Linked DNA regions of Rattus norvegicus: region 2 is linked to region 1. The links are chromatin contacts, called in public Hi-C maps. All regions are on one chromosome and are shown on one strand. The core of a region is the stretch at or near the end of the contact, and the rest is flanking DNA. Distances in the headings are between cores, read along the strand shown.

Region 1 (5,957 bases), core at 1,439-3,938:
TGTACATCCTGAATCAAGAGCCCCCAGACAGGCGGAGCAAACAGTGAGAGGTGGCTCCCTTAGAAGACCCAAGAGAATGGCTGGAGACAGGAAACTAAAGAGGCCTAGATGTGTCCTGAGCACCATTCACAAAATTGCCAAGTCCCGCTGGGGCTACCATGAGAAGTGACTTGACACCTGTAAACACTGCGTCGGGTCAACACCACCTGCAGGTAGCGTCACCTGGCAGTTAGTAGAAGCAGGGAAATCGGCCTTGTTAGAAGATGCCTACCATGTCGGGCCTGTGGCGACTCAAGTCGATCTACATGGGTGGAGGGTAAAACTTGTTACTCTGATTGGAGGCATTTAAAACCCCCTGACTGGCCAGAAGGAAGCACCATGCCCTGTGGACTGCCTTGCTTGGCACAGTTGCCGTCTGCCACACACTGCAACCTGCCAGCTCTTGCCATTTGCTCGGTGGCAGTAGGGAAGCACCTGAGGAAGTGTTGTTACTCGACCTGTTACTAAGTTGTGAGGAGTAGTTTACAGTAAATATCAGCGATGTCACTGAGTTACTGAGGACATGTCCTGTGTTCCACTTTGCAGTGAAGAAACACTTAAATCTCAGAAGTGACTTGTCTAAGGATTTGAACCCACATCTGTGGGCTACTCAGTCTTGCACTACCTTCTATTACCAAGTTCTTTCTTTTGAAAACAGGGTTTTGCTGTGTAGCCATGGTTGGCCTGGAACTCTCTCTGAAGACCAGGCTTCCCTTGAACTCAGAGAGACCACCTGCCTGAAGGTTGTTCTCTGACCTCCACATGTAAGCATGTATGTGTTTACACGCATGCACTATTAAATAAGAGCTCCACCCCACACCGAGGTATTTAGTCCTGAGTTAGGTTAAGAGTACGTCTGGCCCCCATGTCCTCACCTCTGTAACAGATAGCACACCCCGCTCAGAGCCATAGTCACATTCAGCACAGAGCTGTCCCAGCTCTGACTGATACTGGTGCAGACTCTCAACAGACAAACTGTGGCTGACCAGCACGAGGGTGGGGGACACACTGACATATCCTCTACTACTTGAAGAAGTACTAGATCATAAACTGGTCCTCATGAAGACTTAGTATCTTTATACAATGTGATTCTGATACGAGTGTGTGTGTGTGTGTGTGTGTGTGTGTGTGTGTGTGTGTGTGTGTGGTTTCGAGACAGTATCATGTTGACCTTGAATTGCTGTACAGTCAAGGATGACTCTGACCCTCCTGCCCTCATCACCTTTGGGTGAATGCTCACTTCTTGGACTTGGTAGTTTTGTTTGTTTGTTTTTGTTTCATTATTGCTTTGTCTTGTTTCAAGTGTGGTCTACAGGCCTTGGGGGACCTAGAATCAGACTTTGTCATATTCCCTGTCACAATAAATCGTTGGCTAAAACCTTAGTGTAAACCCACCCACACTCTACGAGGGCCAATGCCTTCCCTCAGGCCTTAGCATACCGTAATACACCGTACTAAGGCCTAATGTCTTCCCTTAGCTTAAACCCACCCACACTGTACTAAGGCCTAGTATCTTCCCTCACCCCTTAGCATAAACCCGCCTTATAGTATACTACAGCCTAGTGCCTTCCCTCATACCTTAGCATAAACCCACTGACACTGTGCTAGGACCCAATGCCTTCCCTCTGCACATACTTGCGAAAAACTAGCCACTTGTTGGATGGATGTAATTTTGACATGAGAAAACCAGTAGCAGTGGTTATGTAAACCTGGCATTTACTTTAAAATGAATTAAATGAGCTCATGACTTCAAACAGGACAACTATGGGTGTTGGTTGCAGAGTTAAGAGCTTTCGGCAGAAATCAGAATTGAATTTGCTTCCTGGTAATGTTGACACTGTAACACCAGTGATGCTGGTAATAAATGTGGGGTTTGGAGCACACCGTGGAGTAAGTGTGTCAGCATTTAGGAGCTGTTTTGTAAACGCATTGAAGCAAGATTCATAGTCATTTTCATATGACTAGAGAGTTATTCTTTATTAACTAATATTTATGTCCACATAAAAAGTTTTCATTCTTAATTTAAATGAACTAATGCATATTTTAGGTTGCTCTCAATTTTAAAATCTGTCTGTGTTCATTGATAAAAGCATGGTGTGGAGTCCTCAGAGATCTTGGAGAGCCCAAGGGCCAGGCCGTGAGTGAGATCCTGTGCTTTAGCGCCCTTTCAGAAGGCAGCACGAGGGGAGTGTGTGCGAGTATGTGAGCTGCAGGCCGCTGCAGGCTCTAAACATCTGCTGTCTCTGAATTAGTTATGTCCTTACTTCCTCCCGTCAATATAATCAATACTTAGCTATACATGCATTATTCATTTTTCCACTTAATAAATATTTATTGAGAAAATAGTTATCAGGGAGTTGGAATAGAGAGGGGCTATATATAGTCCGTTTTTAATCTCTGGGGAACTCGTGGGCTCTTACAGAGCCATGCATGGCAAATGTTCTTAAGTTTACTGTCCATCTTGCCCTGGTCTGGCCAGACATGTGTTGTCTGTTACTGTGTCCCGGACCCCCTGCCTACACAGTGGCCTAAAACATGGGCTTGTCGTGATCCCTCTCAGTGCAGGGGATTGATTGCTCGGCTGGATGGCATTGCACTTGAAGTCTCTTGCACAAGTGGACTGGTTCGATCAGCTCTCTGCCAGGGGCCCGTTGCAGGGTTGACTGGAACACCTCAGTTCTCTGGGTGACCTCGCCATTGGAGCGTGAGCATCTCATAGTACTGCAGCCAGGTTCCCAAGCGGCAGGGTCCCAGGAATGGCAGGAGCTCTTTGCTTTCCTGCAACTTCCACCAGTATCTGACAGCATTGTTTCTACCTCATAGTCTTTGCATTTTTCTCCCCTTGATTCATATTTGCCATACACTTTTGCCTGTGTTTGTTTCCTCTGAGAAGGAAAGGCTCCCTGCACCAAGGTGCCTTGATTACAGGCAGTGCAGTAACCACGTACCTGAGGAGGCCAGGCCAGGGCTGGCTGGATGCTCATTCAGGCAGGGCGCCCTCCGCTGGCTCAGCTCACGGAGAATGCTTGGAAGCCTAGTACAGCCGTTCACTGTGCCGGATTAATTCCCTGTCCACCGCCGCCTGGTGTCCTCTCGGGAGGAAGTTGGATAAGGTGCTGCAGCAGAGCTCCCCTTGGTGGTGCTATCGCACCACAGCTGCCAAGGAAAAGAGCTTTGGGATCTCACTCTTTCCAGCAAGCATTTCCTTTGATGCAGCGGCGCACCAGGCCGTGGGTTAGACTTCAGAGAACTGGTCACGCTCAGTACTGTCTCAGAAGTCAAAAAGCAAATACCTGATTAGCCAAGTCCAGCCCAGTTCCACAGCTGCCTGTGAGTACCCTGAACCTGGGTACGGCCTGGTTTGCCTAGAGGCTGTGTGCTGGTGTGCTGAGAAGAGCCGATTTTTAAAGACACAGTTTCCTCTACATAGGAAAAAAAAATGCAATTTCCCGTCACATTAGGCAGACCTGTTTCTGGGTTCTCCGGCTGTGGTGGTGGTGGTGTGCTCATCTGTCTGCAAAAGCATAGGCTTCAGGCTTTGCAGCTCTCTCAGTGCACGTTTGCTCAGGGCAGTGTACTGAGAGGTGGAGTGCCATTGGGGAGAAGAGGGTTGGGGACGGGATCATTATGTGGAAACGGTGAGACATGGGTGGCTGGAGACATGGCTTAGCGGATGCTGAGGACTGGAGTTCAGACTCCCACTGCGTCCACATAAATGCCACTAGATGTGGGGCTCACTGTAATTCCAGCTCTGAGATGGCAGAATTCTCCAGAGCTAAAGGCCAGCTGGGCTGGTTGAAATAATGAAGTCCAGGTTCAGTTGGAAGATCCTGTCACAGTGAATAAGGAGAGAAATGGAAAAGACTGTCAGCCCCAGGCCTCCACAAACAAAACACCAAGGTAGAGAACAGTGTGTGTGTGTGTGTGTGTGTGTGTGTGTGTGTGTGTGTGTGTGTGTGTGTCTGTCTGTCTGTCTGTCTGTCTGTCTCTGTCTATCTGTGTCTGTTTAGTGTATATATGGGGAGAAATATAGTCATTTGTCTGTACATGCAGAAACTTTGGAAGGATATACAAGAAACCAAAACAAATAGTTATGGGGTGGGTAGAGTGCCAGACTTCACACTGGCTATTTCTCATTGGCCTCTTCCCAGGTAGACTCCAGGAGGTCATTGGTTGTCACTTTGCTCTCTGTTTGTATTCCAAGTACCCACAACAATGCAAGCCATAAAATGATAATTTTAGAGTAAATGTTTGCTCCAAACCAGCAGTTCATAGACAGCAGAACCATATACGTATATTGTAGAAAATACAGACCAGCGGGAAGCTCGATAAGCCAGCTCCCAGCAGGTCCTTACTAGTTCCAAGCCCCTTGACTCTTGTGCGGGGGATGAAGTCCAGCGTCCAGCTCCTCTACATGCCAGGCAAGTGCTTTGCGCTGAACAATGTTCCCAGCTCCCACGAGCTCCCATGGTATATGTTACTCTACATAATTTTCTGTTCAATTAATCATGGTTTTAAGTAAAAGCTAGTCTATATTAGATGAAGAGTTTTATAGGCAAGTTCCACAGGATATGACTCATTCATGCTCCGTGTGTAAACGTGGTGGTCCCAAGTTTAACCGAAGATTTTATTAAGAGAAAAATGCCAGAAGAGAGGCTCTAAGACAGTTCCTTTTTGTAAGGAGGAAGAGCTCGGTGCCCTGCTCTCAGGGCGGAGGGGTATAAATGCTTCAGCCAGGAGCAGGAGAGAAGGGCACAGTCCGAGAGAAGAGCAAGTTGAGGATGAGCGACCACTAATCCTTCAGGTTGCTGGGCTGAGTGAGGCATATTCACAGAGAGAATGCCTGTCTCGTCTAACCCGTCCCACGTACTGTTGTGCATGCTGTATCGATCTCCTACTTTGGGGTTAGGGCTCTCATGCCCAGGACAGCAGGCGCCTCTAGGGGCAGTCACTCCATATTCTACTAATCTACCTCCACTGATGGGTTAAAAGGCTTGCATTTAGCATATACCCTGGCCTCTCTTTCTCTCTGAGTTGTTGTTCCAGAGTTTCTTCTTCCACATACTGGTTTACTTAGGCTGGGACGCAATCGATGAAACTTAGTGCTTCTGAATACCAGTAGCGTGACTGAAAATGGCTGTCCGCGTGCTTTGTCACATATGTTCAGTGTATTCACAGACCACACTGGCAGGAAAGCAACCACTGCCTGTCCTTCCTAGTGGGTTTTGAAGTCTCATTTGCTCTCTTCCTCAGACCCTGTCCTCCTCCCCCTTGGGAGTTCTAGTGCGCTGACCTTCAGCAGGCCAAGCCGGGGCTCTCCATGGGCCACATCCCCAGCCTCCAAAGGGTTTAAATTACAGTTTTACTTTCTAGACAATTCAGAGTGATCCTTGAGATGTCAATAAGACATAAAGGAAAACATGGTTAAATATTATGGTGTTTATGATTTTTTTTAACACATTTAATTGTGTGACACAACACACATGTGACAACTGGGAGTGACTTCTCTCCTCCTACAGTGTGAGACTTAGGGATTGAACTAAAATTTGCAGGCTTGGCAGCAAGCATATTTCCCTACTGAGGGATGTTTCAGATACATTCTTTTAACAGTGTAACTCAGGCTGCTCTCAAGCTCACTGGACAGAGGAGGGTGGCTGAACTATGGTATTCCTGCCTCCATCCCCTGAGCGCTGCAATTACAAATGCGTAGAACCCACAGGGACATCATGTGGTTCCATGCAAACACTGCCAACCAGACTACATTCCCAGCCCCACAGGTAGTGTTTTATATAAGTTTTATGTTCCTGATACACTTAGAAGTTGAAGATTGGGTTTCTTTAAACAGTTGTTGCTTGGTGATTTCCTTCATTATAAGATTGTAAGGAGTAATGACTCTAGTCTGCTGCTCCACACGCTAC
Region 2 (5,957 bases), core at 2,506-5,005, 380 kb after region 1:
GAGGTTGGGCTGCAGGCTGCAGGGGAGGCCTTTCTGTCAGGACTTCCCTTTGTCCTCATAGGTTCTCTGTCCTAGCTGGCTCCTTACTGGCTGCATTGCTCTGGTCATGATGGAATAAAGTATATGCCCAGGTGTACCCAGTCCTGCAAGGGAGGAAGAGTGATGTGTTCGGGGACAAGCATAAGGGACTCTGGAGGACCTCATACAAGCGATTCCCGCTCTCCAGACCCAGCATCCTCACCCTCAGATCCTGGACCACTTGTCATGGGGACTGACCTGTATAAAAGTCTCAGGCTGAACGTGTCCTCCTTGAGCCCAGGAGACATGCACAGGTGTACGTGACCACTCTGCCCACGGGTCCTGCCACTCAGAGTGCTGTCTGTGCATGTCCAAAGAAGAGATCCCACGGACACCAGAGCTGGGAACCTCCCAATACCCTTTTGTGGCTTCTCACCTAAAACCAGTTACTCAGAGTCTGCCACTCCTGGGTAGATCCCTGACCTCGGTCCCCTGACTAGGTGACTTTGGCTTGGTGTCCTTTCTTTGTCATGGTCCTTTACCTACTTTCTCAGATGGTAATGGAGTCCTTGGGGATGGTTCTACTGTCACTGCTCAGTTGGAGGCGGCTTATGCCTACCCTGGTTCTTGCAGGTTCCCTCTGGCAACGTCTTATGTGTAGAGGAGGCAGCAGCCCTTATCTAGCTTTCCATTCTACCACAGAGGAAGATTGGTTAATGTCAGTCACACATTATACACTCTTTGCCAGTGGCCCAGGGAGGGTCCTAAAGGTCTAATTCCTGCTGTTTGGTAGGGCAAATGATCCTCTCAGCCTGACTCTGGCCCCTCAGCTTGGCCACCTCTGCCCAAGAGCACTGTGCTTAGTTGCTGGGCTCCCACATAGGTTCTTGGCACCCTCCATTTGGTGCCGACTACCAGCCACCTTATCTCTGAGAACCCGCCTCGTGAGTCACCTTCTGTCTCCGTGAGATCCTCAGAGTCGCTCACACATGCCTCTGTAACACTGCTCAGTGGCTTTGTCTTTCTGTATCCTCGTCCCGTAAGATTATAAGGCCTCAGGGGTGGGAGAAGATCTTTTCGTTTCTTACTAGGATGCTGCCTGCCACACAGTGGTGCTGGCCTGATAAATGGGCACACGTCCGTGTGGATAAGGCTGTCCGTTAGTACATTAGCCAGGCGAGGTGAGACCAGCGGAGTTTTTGTGTGGGGCCAGCTGGCTAATGTGGGTAGCAGAACACAGGGACATGGATATGAGGATGTCACCTCTGAGGTCATCATGTCATGTGCTACTAGGAGCAGCATGGATAGCACCTCTGGGGTCCCCGGGACTGCATGCACGGTAGCAGCATGAAGGATGCCGCATGCAGTGGTTATGCTGATTCCCAAGCCACATGCTAAGAGAACAGGGGGTGGGGCTGGGCAGAGATCCTAGCTCCGGAGCTGGAATTACCACCGGGCCGGGGCACACAGCCTTCCTTGGGTTTTGGGGCCCAGACCCTAGCACCCCTGGCTGCATCCTGCCCCATCCTGCCCTGGATAGCAGAGTATGGGGAAATTGCTGTTCTGGGAACGAGAATCCCAAGTTCCATGATTCCTTGGGCTGATACATTGAGAGTTGCCAAGACTCTACTGTGTTAAGAATGTCTTTTAAAATGTCCATCCATCACTCCACAGAAGAAAGGCTGTTAAGTGCCAAGACAGTAGGAGACCTGTTGTCTCAGCAAAGGCCAACCCTGCCCAGAAAGAGCAATGAGTGAACTTCTGTACACTTCTCCTAAGAACAGCTTAGGTCTGTATGCTGATTGTGGAAAGCCCTCTGCTAAGGTACCCTCAGCTGGTCCTGCCTGGGTGGCCGAGTGGTACTTTGTATTTGACAAGGCCACTTGCAGAGAGAAAATATCGACTAAGGACTTAAAACTCCAGACAGTGGCCATCAAATACATATACATACATACAAACATTCATACATACGTTCATACATACATACATACATGTGTGTGAGTGTATGTATGTGATATTATATTAACCATACATACAAACATACATACATACATGTGTGTGAGTATATGTATGTGACATTATATTAACCATACATACATACATACAATGTGTGTGAGTGTATGTACATATTATATTAACTATACATACATACATGTGTATGTTGTATGTGTGTGTTATATGCGTGTGTGCATGTATTACGTGATATTATATAACCATACATATATACATATGTGTGTGTATGTGTGTGTGTGCGTGTATGTACATGATATTATATTAACCTGGAGTGTGTTACAAAATCTGACCCAGAAACAGGAAGTGGCAACCAGGCAAAGTTCCTGCTCCTGCCCACTGCCCCTCTCTATTTGGGACTGCAGGATTAGACTCCTCTTCAGGAATCTAAGTACCAGCCTTCTTTACAAGGCACAGGAGACCAAGGCGCCTATGTGGTTGGATCAGTTCAGCCTGGAGGATCAGAAGAAAGGACCCAAACCCTAGGCCAGGCTGAGCTGCCCTTTCATGCCATATCAGCTGCAGCTTCTCGGAGCCCGGACATCTGACCCATGTTCCTGTGGATGCCCTGTGGTACAGGATCTGGGCCAAGGAAGGGCAAGCTATTGCGAGGCCCCTGGGGTAGGTGGCACTCAGCCCCCCTCCCCCCTCGCCCCACGCTGCATGCTTTAAATAGCTCAGCTTCTCTCAGACTCATAGACTCACAGTCTTGTCACTCTTGCCAGCTCCTTCTGAGTTTCCAGATCATCTGGCTGCTTTCCAGGTCGGGGACATGGTGGAGCGAGAAGGTGACCTGGCAGTTGAGGCTTAAGGGAGCAAAGCAAGGTGCTTCCCCACATTTCTGAGCAGTTGTCATTTGTCTCCCGGGCAGGCAGACCCCTGGCTACCACGGGTGAGTCTTTGTTCAGCTTTCTTGTCTCCCTGGAGGAGTCCATGCTCAACCCAGGCCACCTGCTCCCTGGGAGGACGACCTAGGAACGAGCCTCCCACCCAGGGAGAAATCCCTTCCTGCCTCGTTACTGATGGAGTCACCTTCTTGGGAGCCTCAGGGTCCATATCTGGCACTCCCTCCTCTGCCTCCCATGGCAAGGTGCTCTGACCAAGTCTTCCCTAAGCAGACCAGGGGAGATAGCTGTGCCCATCATTTTGAGTTTTTGCATGTGGCACTCTACCATTTACCAACCATTTTCACACCCTTATTTCGTAAGAACTTTCCAACCACCTGGTGGGCAATGCAGGGGAAGGTATAAATAATCCCATTTTATAGTCAAGGAGACCGCGACAGCCAGAAATATTAGGGGAAGTATTCAAGTTCATACGTCAAACGAGTGGCTCAATCAAGCTGAAAGCTGGGCCTTTTTTTTTTTTTTTTTTTTTTACCATTTCCTCTGTATTAAGGATGCTGCCCACCCCTGCCAACCTCCCCCTCCCCTGCCTTCTACTCTTTGACCAAGGGAGCAAGGGGGAGACCAGCACAAGACATGGGGAGGAGGCCAGGGACACGTGTCCTCTCTCCCAGGCCCTGAACCCTGCTGCTGGCTCCATGGGTCACTTTCACAACCCAGGACAAAAATCTCACTAGATACGGCCTCAGACCGCCTGGCTCCAGTCGCCCTCGCCGGCAGACGCAGACGCACACAGACACACAGAGAACACGCTGTTATCTCTCCGCTCCAGCCGGTTTCCTCCACTTCTCAAACAGCCGATTTCTTCCAGCCTGGCTGCCTCCCCTGGTCACCACCCACAGCCACTGGCCCCTGGGGACCAGCCAAGGCCCCCGCACCCTCTCTGCCTTAGACTGTGCCGCCGAGTCCCTGCTAATCAGACGGTTGCCTCTGCCCTCCCAGCCATTGCCCCCAGAGTTCCCTGGAAATGTCCCTTCTGCTTGGCCCAGCCCCCACGGAGTTTTGAGCTTTGTCTGCACACACAGCTGACTTGTGTTTGCAGGGACAGACAGGGGCTGGCGCTGGGGTCTGAGCCAGCAGGAGCTAGGACGGTAGAGCAGATGGGGAAAACACAAAGTCCAGAGAACAAACTTTTGCAAGCGAGCCCTTTAGGGTCACTGACTGGGGAGACTGACAGCAAGAAAGAGAAAAGGAACTTCATGACAGGGTGGGTTTGCCTTTAGTGACTTCCCCTAGGGAGCATTTTTTTTTTTTTTTTTTTTTTTTTTTGGCTGCTTGGCTTTCTGAGATCTAAGTGTAGGAAAACCGGGCCAGACAGTGGAGGGGTGGGATCACAGAGGGAACAGGATCATGGAAGGGTTGCTGGCTTGAACGTCCCTCCTTTCTTGGGTCCTACAGAGTACTCTGTCCCCAGTCATACACAGGGAGCTCAATAGATGCTTCTCAAGCTGAGCTGGCCCCTGGCCAGTTTGCCCCTCTGGGACTTTCCTATCAACCAGCTCCCACTGCCCCTTCTGTCTGGACAGGGAGAGGAAGCATGGGGAGCCGGCAGCAAGACCCGCACCCCATATCAGTGTATGCTCAAGTGCCCGGCACGAGAACTTCCCCTTTATCAGGCAGAGGAGCCAAGGTGTCTGTGGTGGGCGGCCAAGTTTACAGGGAGAAGATATATGCTAACAAGTGAAGGCTACTGAGGTGTGTGTGTGTGTGTGTGTGTGTGTGTAATGTGTAGCATCCCTCACCCTCGAGTAAAACCCCTTCTGATCTTCCCAGTTTTGAGCCCCGAGCCACTTAACATCCTTCTGAAATGCAGCCACGGCCACCTCGATGTACGAGGTCACGACAAATCGCATAGCAGTGGGGGTTGTAAAAAAAAAAAAATAAAAGGCAGGGCCACAGCTTTGGACAAGGCAGCTCTTTGTCTGGGCAGCTCAGGCTGCTTGTGTGAATACCCCAATGGCCTCCAATCATTAAGGGTGCACAGTTCTTGCTGTCTGTCCGTCTGACTGACTGTCTCTAGTTCGTCTTACAGTATAGGCTTAGCCTTGGGGGCTTGGGAAGAGAGTCGTTAAAGATGTGTACAAGCTGGTAACAAAAGGAACAGGGTCCTCTGAGGGAATTATCTGCCTCCTCGGGCCTTCTGCAGACTTGATGTGCCCTAACTATTCAGGCTGCTCAAAGACACAAGAGTACCCCAGCTACCTGCAGACCCTCCCTGCCATCCAGAGCGATCCAGCTTCAGCCTCTAGCCCCCCCACATCCCTGCCAGAAAAGGGACAGCCCAATGAATCCACCATTTCTTTTTCTTGCCTTCGTGAACCATACAGAAAGGAGGTAAGGCCCAGCCGGGTCAGCTCGCTGCCTGTTCAGAGAGAGAGAGAGAGAGAGAGAGAGAGAGAGAGAGAGGGAGGGAGGGAGGGAGGGAGGGAGAGAGAGAGAGAGAGAGAGAGAGAGAGAGAGAGAGAGAGAGAGAACCCTTCTTGCTTTCCAGGAAGATAGGGAACGAAGGCTCAGACCCCCAACCCCACACTGAGCTTCAGTCAAGAGTGGTCCCATATTCTTAGTTCTCGGAATGACAGAGAACACATGGCCACTGTTTAGTTTGTGAGCTCTGAACCACTCTGTCATCTCTATCTGCCTCTTGTCTCCTTTTTTGGCCACCTACCTATCTTCTGCCAATACCTGGCCTCACCAGACCTCACTGAACCTCACTGACCCCTAAATGTGTTTCTGGCCATGGGTGCTCAGTTGACAGTGCATTCTAAGACAGCAGGACAGGAACGGGCTCTAGTTCCTACTGTTTCTACTAGCTGTGTGGTTTTGCTTGTTTCTGGCTTTGCTGGGTTTTCCTCTCTACCTCTGTAATGCAGGCACTTAGGACATGGGTTCGTTGTTGTTAGGCTGACACACCCATGGTTCAAACCTCCTCTACCCAAGTGAGATCCAGAGAAGAAGGAAAACCGTTTGCCCTGGGCCACAGAGCTAAGAAGTATCAGTGTGAGCTCGGTCCGGCAAACAGCAGAC

Evidence for each region. A called contact is a pair of places that touch in the nucleus more often than the background predicts.
Region 2: a Hi-C map of liver shows a contact between it and region 1, with 4 times the contacts expected there. The contact joins two enhancer-like sites. A contact is called at or near these places in 3 of 12 Hi-C or Micro-C datasets (the A7r5 cell line, Schwann cells and liver).

The regions. Positions count from the first base shown.
Region 1 is chr18:71,021,988-71,027,944 of GRCr8, forward strand. All of the region lies in intron 13 of Dym (dymeclin), which reads left to right. Among named protein-coding and RNA genes, the nearest start is that of Dym, 140 kb to the left of the region's middle. Within about 2 kb of position 2,689, at least 5 of the 93 cell types and tissues checked have an H3K27ac peak or open chromatin away from gene starts, as enhancers often do. A contact at or near this core is called in liver, where this site is marked.
Region 2 is chr18:71,401,191-71,407,147 of GRCr8, forward strand. All of the region lies in intron 10 of Ctif (cap binding complex dependent translation initiation factor), which reads right to left. Among named protein-coding and RNA genes, the nearest start is that of Smad7, 140 kb to the left of the region's middle. Within about 2 kb of position 3,756, at least 54 of the 93 cell types and tissues checked have an H3K27ac peak or open chromatin away from gene starts, as enhancers often do. A contact at or near this core is called in liver, where this site is marked.